Linked DNA regions of Gossypium hirsutum: region 2 is linked to region 1. Evidence: chromatin contacts called from public Hi-C data. All regions are on one chromosome and are shown on one strand. Each heading gives the region's core, a stretch centred on a gene start, on an enhancer-like site or on the middle of the called end of the contact. The rest is flanking DNA. Distances are from core to core; before and after follow the strand shown. Region 1 holds the start of LOC107933526 (jasmonoyl--L-amino acid synthetase JAR4). Region 2 holds the start of LOC107933525 (eukaryotic translation initiation factor 1A).

Evidence for each region. Hi-C and Micro-C count contacts between places; a contact is called where the count stands out from the background.
Region 2: a Hi-C map of leaf shows a contact between it and region 1, with 3 times the contacts expected there. The contact joins the promoter of LOC107933525 here to the promoter of LOC107933526 in region 1. A contact is called at or near these places in 7 of 34 Hi-C or Micro-C datasets (leaf, petal and seedling).

What each region holds. Positions count from the first base shown.
Region 1 is chrA08:102,340,116-102,343,819 of Gossypium_hirsutum_v2.1, forward strand. It overlaps LOC107933526 (jasmonoyl--L-amino acid synthetase JAR4), which reads right to left and starts at 1,384. Exons shown (of 5, transcript XM_016865759.2): 1 at 1,047-1,384.
Region 2 is chrA08:102,670,070-102,673,766 of Gossypium_hirsutum_v2.1, forward strand. LOC107933525 (eukaryotic translation initiation factor 1A) reads right to left here and starts at 2,348. Exons shown (of 1, transcript XM_016865758.2): 1 at 929-2,348. The coding sequence starts at 1,531. The coding sequence ends at 1,094.

The sequences.
Region 1 (3,704 bases), core at 134-2,633:
TATGATGGAAATATTTGGTGTTTCATTTCATTTCATTTCAGATTATGTTATCAATTTTCACCCAATTCTTGTTGGACTCTTTAAATATTGGATTTTATGAGCAAATGCAACAAATCAAATCTAGTCTTCTAAGAACTAAGTCTTAGATGAAAAACCAATGTTGAAACTTCACTTATCTTAAGATTTAAATTATATGCTAGCACGCTTGGCGGCTTTGGTAATATAATTAGACTATAAAATATAAATAGGTTGCTTTGAAAAGTATTTGTAACCAAACACTGGGATTTTCGCCATAAAAGGGTTTTCGTTCAGTTTCAATGAATATAAATTTTCATCCCTTAGAAGAAAGGAATTTAGAAGAATCAAGTAGTACAAGGAGATGAACTTTAAAGTTTATGTTCACCAAAAGTTAAAAAGATAATAATTGCAAGTTTTCGAAGATTTCTGCAGTTTTCCTGTAAGCTTTTCTCTCAATAAGATTTAAGATTTAAACCATTAGCTCTCGTTTTAGATGAATCCACTAAAAGTCATCTTTTCGTTTTGAACTCTCAATAAGCTGTTTTGGTTTTCATCGTCTAATTTCCTTGAAATTTATTCTAAATCATTCGGCCAAAACAGTCATACAGATTCGAAGTTTCCAATCAGAAATTACAACCAACTTACATAGATCCATGAACACGTAAACGCTAAAAGTCAGTAGAAGAAGAAGAAGAAGAAGAATTGCATTTTTCATAAATTCCGTAATATGTTCATATTAAGCGAAAAAATAGCTAAATAAGTGAGTTGGAGACAATTTATTTCCAGAACAATTAAAAACTTGAATTGAATCCACTTCCCTCCATTACCTCACCCAAACTTTTTTTAAAAAAATAAAAAATAAAACTCCAAAACTAAGTTTAATTCTTCGAAGATAAAAATCCCCGCACGTTCATCAGCCTTCTAAACAACCAAAAGAACCCATTAAGCACTAATATACTAACCAAACATTATTGAAAACTCGAAACAAATCAAATAAAATAACAAACAGAACTCTAATTTCAGCATACCTCGAAAATCCGAATCTAGAAATCTCCCTTCTCTCAGCAGCTTTAGAGCATGAATTAAATAACTCTCAATTGAGGAAAAAAAAGGAGCAGAAAGAGAGGTTATAAAAGGAAAAAAAAACTCAAAAACACCGCGTTATCCTCACTGGAAAACAAAGAGAAAATTTTAGAATTTTCTGTATGTACGGAGGGGTTGAAGTTTTATTTTTTTTGGTGGGGGGGGGGGGGGGGGAAGGTTGGGTCGTTGAGCTGGTCAATGGATATTCGCGCTGGCCTTCATATATATCTATATCCGACCATATATAATATATAACCAATCTCCTAAGAGTCTTTTCAGAGTGAATACGATCATAATTTTATTTTTGTTATTAATTTATACAGCGGAGAAGCTAAAAGCCTAAAACATGTTGTTAGGGTAATAAAGATGTAAATTTTCATGATTTTAATAGTTTATATATTAATAATTTTTAAAAAATTAAATTATTTTTATTATTTTTACGGGTTAAAATATAATTTTATCTTTATTAATTTAAAATTTTATAAGGCATAAATAGAATATTTTAACAATTCAACCATTAAATTTATCAATATATTTGTATTTACCATTCATATAAAAATTTAATTTAAACTTTACATGGATAATCTACAAGAATAGATAATGAAAATGTCTAGAAATACTCATAGCCATTCTTCAACTCATAAATAGGAGAATAATGCGCTTCAACGCACTCGAACTCACGTCCTCCTGCATTGACAATATTACCCATATCTATTGAGTCTTGATATTTGAATTTACGTTGATATTTATCCTTTTGAAAAAAGTTATTTTTCATTTATTTTTTTAATATTAACAATAACATAATTGAATCAATAAAATATCAATTTCAACTTTTAAGTCTAGAATATAAATGATTTATTTATTTTATTCCTCTTCTTAATTTTCCTTCTTAAATACATTAAATATTTAAAAGCAAGGCAGGGTAAAAAATTTTACTAAGTATTTATATTAAAAAAGAATAATGATAAATTTAACTCTTAATATTTATATTTTTATCAATTTGACCTTCAACCTTTCAAAAAGATTTAAATTTGGCAATTAACATTTCAAAAAGAGTTAAATTATTATTTAATTAATAAAAATATTGACTAAAATATTAAATTTTTAAACATAGCAACTCGCATGGAAATTCGTGTGTAATTCATGCTATTTTTTATAAACATTTTATAGGCTTTTTTGATATTTTGATATTTTGTTATTTTTTGAAGATTTTTATAATTTTAAAATTATTTGTTGATGCGGATTATAAGACAAATAGTGTCATGTCAGCATAAAACATGCATAGATTGTCACACGAGTTGCCACACTATCATCATTAAAATATTAATGTTTTAATCAGTATTTTTGTTAAAGAAAATCAAATTGACTCATTTTGAAAGAATGGTCAAACTTAGCTTAAAAAAAAGGATAAAAGTCAAATTGGTAAAAATTACAAACGTTCAAGGCCAAATTAACATTATGCCAAAAAAACTACTCAAATTCTTTTATTTTTTTATATTAAAGTCAAAAACTAATGTATGGTCACCGTTGTATATTTCACACATCTCCAAATCAATAAATTTCAAGAGTAATAAGTTAGCTAAAAGGAAGGTACTCTTAGGTCCTCTAATTGTAACACCCTTAACCCATATCCGTTGCCGGATTAGAGTCCGGAGGAATTACTGGACAAAAGCACAACTCTAAATATTCACACAAGTCATATTCATATGTATATATGAATGTCCAATTAAATATCAATCGAAATTTTATCATTACATAATATACAAATACAAGTCAAATTCGGATATCTAATAAACATCAAACATTTTAAGACATATTTCGAAACATGTACAAATTAAATCAAATAAAACCTAACACATGGCAATTTAATCATCAGCCTACACGGCATTCATATCTTCACAAATAATCAAATATGTTTCATTAAACAAATAAACCTTATACACATTTTAACCATATTGAACATGAGCTATAATCGAACATCAATAACAAAACTTATCAAGCTTAATTCACAAACTAAAATTATGCTCAATCATTTATTTATAGTTAACCATTTTATAACACAAGTAACGATTTGAAATGCACTCATTTCACATGCCAAAAATGCGGATACACAACTAACCTATTTATCATCAATTTGGTCATCTAAACTTTCTCTAAGACACAAATAATCTTACATATTACCTATCTATTACGTAGTATACTTTTAGATGAGATAAATATCAAGTCAATTCATCATATGCATAAATATTTATATAAGAAAATGCCGAATCACAAGTTAGTCATAACCATCTCATATACCTTTATCTTATATTCGAATTCACAATACACTATTGTATAATTTTCAAACCAACTCATATTACAATTTATACCTCTCAAGAGTAAGTCATTAACTACAAATAGATATATATATATATTCAAAACATGAATCCCCCATACCATATAATGAACATATCAAGACAAACTTATATCATGCTCGGACATAGCCAAACAACCTTTAATGCCAAATCCCATATAACACTTTAACCAAATACAACAACCAAAAATTTAAATAATCTTTTATCTATGCATACCATAACCGAATCAATCCAATGCACACATCCAAA
Region 2 (3,697 bases), core at 1,098-3,597, 330 kb after region 1:
CCTCTAGTTTTCCTACTACATATAAATGCCATGTTTAGTGCAGAGATATCCCATTTCTTCCATTAAAATGTACAGTGACTCGCCCTATTATCATGTCAAGGTTCATGAACTCTGCAGAAACAAAACAACAAATTCGAGCATGCAAATGCCAACACTTCTTAATATCTCTCAAGAAACCATAGTTAAATTGCAAATCTTTTCCTATACAACAGAGTCGCCTGAATGTCATTCTAAAGCTGGAGAAGCTTTCTAGAGGTAGGAGGAACCGATATATAACATTCATAGTTTAATATTAACCAGCTGCCACCAAATTCAATACCCAGATTGATATCATACTTGAGACTCACATTAGCACACAACTCTGCATCCCCCCCCCCCTGGGGCCCGAAAAAGAAAAGGTAACCATATCCAACACGTATTTGGACATTGATATTAGGAATAGGATCCTCTAGATATATGAAAAATTTTCAAAACAATTGAGTATACCCATATCCGGCACTCACCACCTAATCCTAATCAACATAACATAGACCATAATACATGAAATTGTCACCTATCATCTTGGTTATGGTCAAACAATGGTGATTAATGCCTTCCAGTAACAGCAATGGTTCTGGCTACAAAAAGCCAGAAACCAATATTCTTCAATTTCCATACAACAATAAAAATCTAACAAAAAGAAGAAAACATTGAAATCAAAACCATAATATTCCCACAAAACTTTGAAATCAAAGCCACCCTGCAATCAAATAGAACTCCCCAATGGAATAAAGGACTCAGACCACAACCACAATCAAAATCTTAACTAATTCTCAAAAGAAAATGATAACATGAAAGCAAATAAAACAAAATCCGCCAGCCAAACTCAAAAATCAACCCATACTAAATTGCAATATTCAGAAATGAGGACAAAATATGAAAACCCATGTCAAATTTAAAGAGAAAACAATGCCATTAACATAATAAAAGGTAAATCCATGTGTAATAACATAAATCCAGCATCCATTGTGCTTAATAAAGCATGACCATACGGCAAATATCACCACCATATCTTAAAATAAATTCAAAAATGACAAAAAAGAAGAAGAGAAATTTAAATCTTATCGATGTCCTCATCCTCGAACTCGATGTAGTCATCGCCTGCACCATCATCTTCCTCATCAATGCCGCCAGCAATCCCTTCATTCAACCTGGTATTCTCGGGTAGCTCACCATAAGCTTTGAGAAGCCTAGCTTCATCGGGCATGTATTTCAAGATGACGTCAGCCTTGTCATCTTGATAATCCCTAAGGCCGACGAGGATGATGTCGCCGGCGGCGATCCAGACCTTCTTGTGCATCTTCCCCCGGATGTGGCAGAGGCGCTTGGTGCCGTCGATGCACATAGCTTCGCAGCGGCCGTTACCCAACATGCGTGAGACTTGGGCGTATTCTTGGCCATCTTCTTTGAAGATAAGCTCACGTTTCTCGTCATCGGCCTCGTTCTTTCCCCTCTTACGGTTCTTTCCTCCCTTTCCTTTGTTCTTCGGCATCTTTGGCTCTTCGCAACGATTGCTCTCCCCCCTTCTTCAGATGGAAAAGTAAACCCTAATTTTTAATTTTAATTTGAAGATTCTTCTTTTTCTTTTCTATAATTTTTGGCTTTATTCACGTTTTAGCCCCCAAACTATTCCCATTTTCCCACATTGATACCTAAATTTTTATTGATCCCATATCGATACCTCAACTTTACTTCTGTTAATATTTCCACTACAAATGCCAAACGGCGTTTTAAAAAAATTAGGTACCCAATCAGATTTAGACACGTATTTTTTGGGTTTTGTTAAATAAATTTTTTAAACAACAAATAAAAAAAGAAATTATTTAATTTTATATTTTTTACCATTACTTGTTCTTCTGCCCTTTTCTCTCTAGAACCAAAATGCTCTGCCCTCTCTCTAAAACTAGAACCCAGGTTGCCAGGTTCGGTGCTGGCCGCCGCGCCTACTGCCATGCTGGCCACTGTCGCCGGTGGCCTACGAAGCCCCAAGCTTTACTCGAAGTTCGTTTTTTCATGGTCTTTCTAAATCTGAAATCGGTTTCATCAAAATAAAATTTGCAAGCTAACTTTCTCCGATCTCCCTCTTCCACCGTCGGATCAACCAAATTTTCATATTTTTATTTTATTTAAGGTTATGTATATATTTAATAAAAATTATACTATTTATAATAGAAAAACAAGTGCCGCAATCTGATTGGGTTTCGATTTTTTTAACGCGGTTTGACATTTTGGATTGAAAATGTTAACAGAAGCAAAGTTGAAGTGTCAATATGAAAAATAGGTATAATTTAAGGGCTAAAACATGAATAAAGCTTTAATTTTTCCTCTTCTTTCTCGATAAATAATATTTAGAATGCCTCTATTTCTTTTCTTTTACTTTGCCCAACCTATTTTTTAATTTTTATCTTTGTTTATATTTAGTTAAAAACTTCTACTCTTCATAAAATTAAAATTTAATCTTATAATTTTATTTTTAGAATTTAATTTTTCTATTTTTCAAATTTCAAAATCTAGGTTCAACTATTAACGCTATTTAAATTATTTTTGTTAAATTCAAGTCTATTACGATGTTATTTTTTTAGTTACTTTATTATCAAGTGAATATTTTTTTTATTTTAAAATGTCACACCAACAAATTTAACAAAAATATTAACAACATTAACGATTGGACCTTAATTTCAAATTTTAAAAAATAAAAAACTAAATTTCAATAAATAAAAATATAGGAATTTAATTCTAAATTTGTAAATAGTATAACAACCTATAACATATTTTAATCTTCTATTTATAATAGAGAAGCCGTTCACTTGCAAAATTTACCAACTAAATTATTTTTACTTTTTACTTTTATATGTCAAGTTGTCCATTTAAAAAATGGGTAAGTCTTTGAACAAAAGTTTCAGGTTAAAGTTTATGTTATAGGATTAGAACTTTAGTCTAACAAACCATACTGTTTTAGGCAATAACTTTGTTTCAATTTTGCTTAAGTTAGCCTAACTCTTGAAAAGTGAGAATTCACAAATAAATTAACAAAAGCAAACTCTCAAGCAAAGAAACAACAAATGAATAGAAAATGACATAAGAAAGCAAATGCACACCAAATGTATTTGATTACTCTTCAATAGGATGACTACAAATGATGAGGAAGACCTCTATTTATAGTTGAGCTCCTTAGATCCAATGATACAATTTAAATTACATCAACGACTAAGATTAATGTCTATCTACAATATAAAAATTTTAAGGGATTTAAACACTATACAACCTTATCCCTTTAGAATTACAATATTTACATTGTTAACCTTAATTTACTAGAGTGTTTTACTAGGCCACCAAGGCTTCAAAGTAAATGGGCATCCCTTTATGTTTTACGAATCAGACCAGTCCAAAATGGGTTAAATGAGCTCAAATTGATCAGTTGACCTCATTAGGTGATTTTGTGTCCATTAGTCACGAGCTTTGATTTGTTGCCCGTGACATTCTCCTCAACCCATTCTTGCGAAGCCCTTGTCACGTGCTCGAAAAAATGCTGGTTAAACTCATCTCAGAACTGCCACAATGCCTCAACTGATTCCCAACTAGTCACTTTGTTAGGTAGTTCCCTACCTTGAGACATTCGCCTCGGCTTATATCTAACTCACATTGTTTTTCCCCCTTA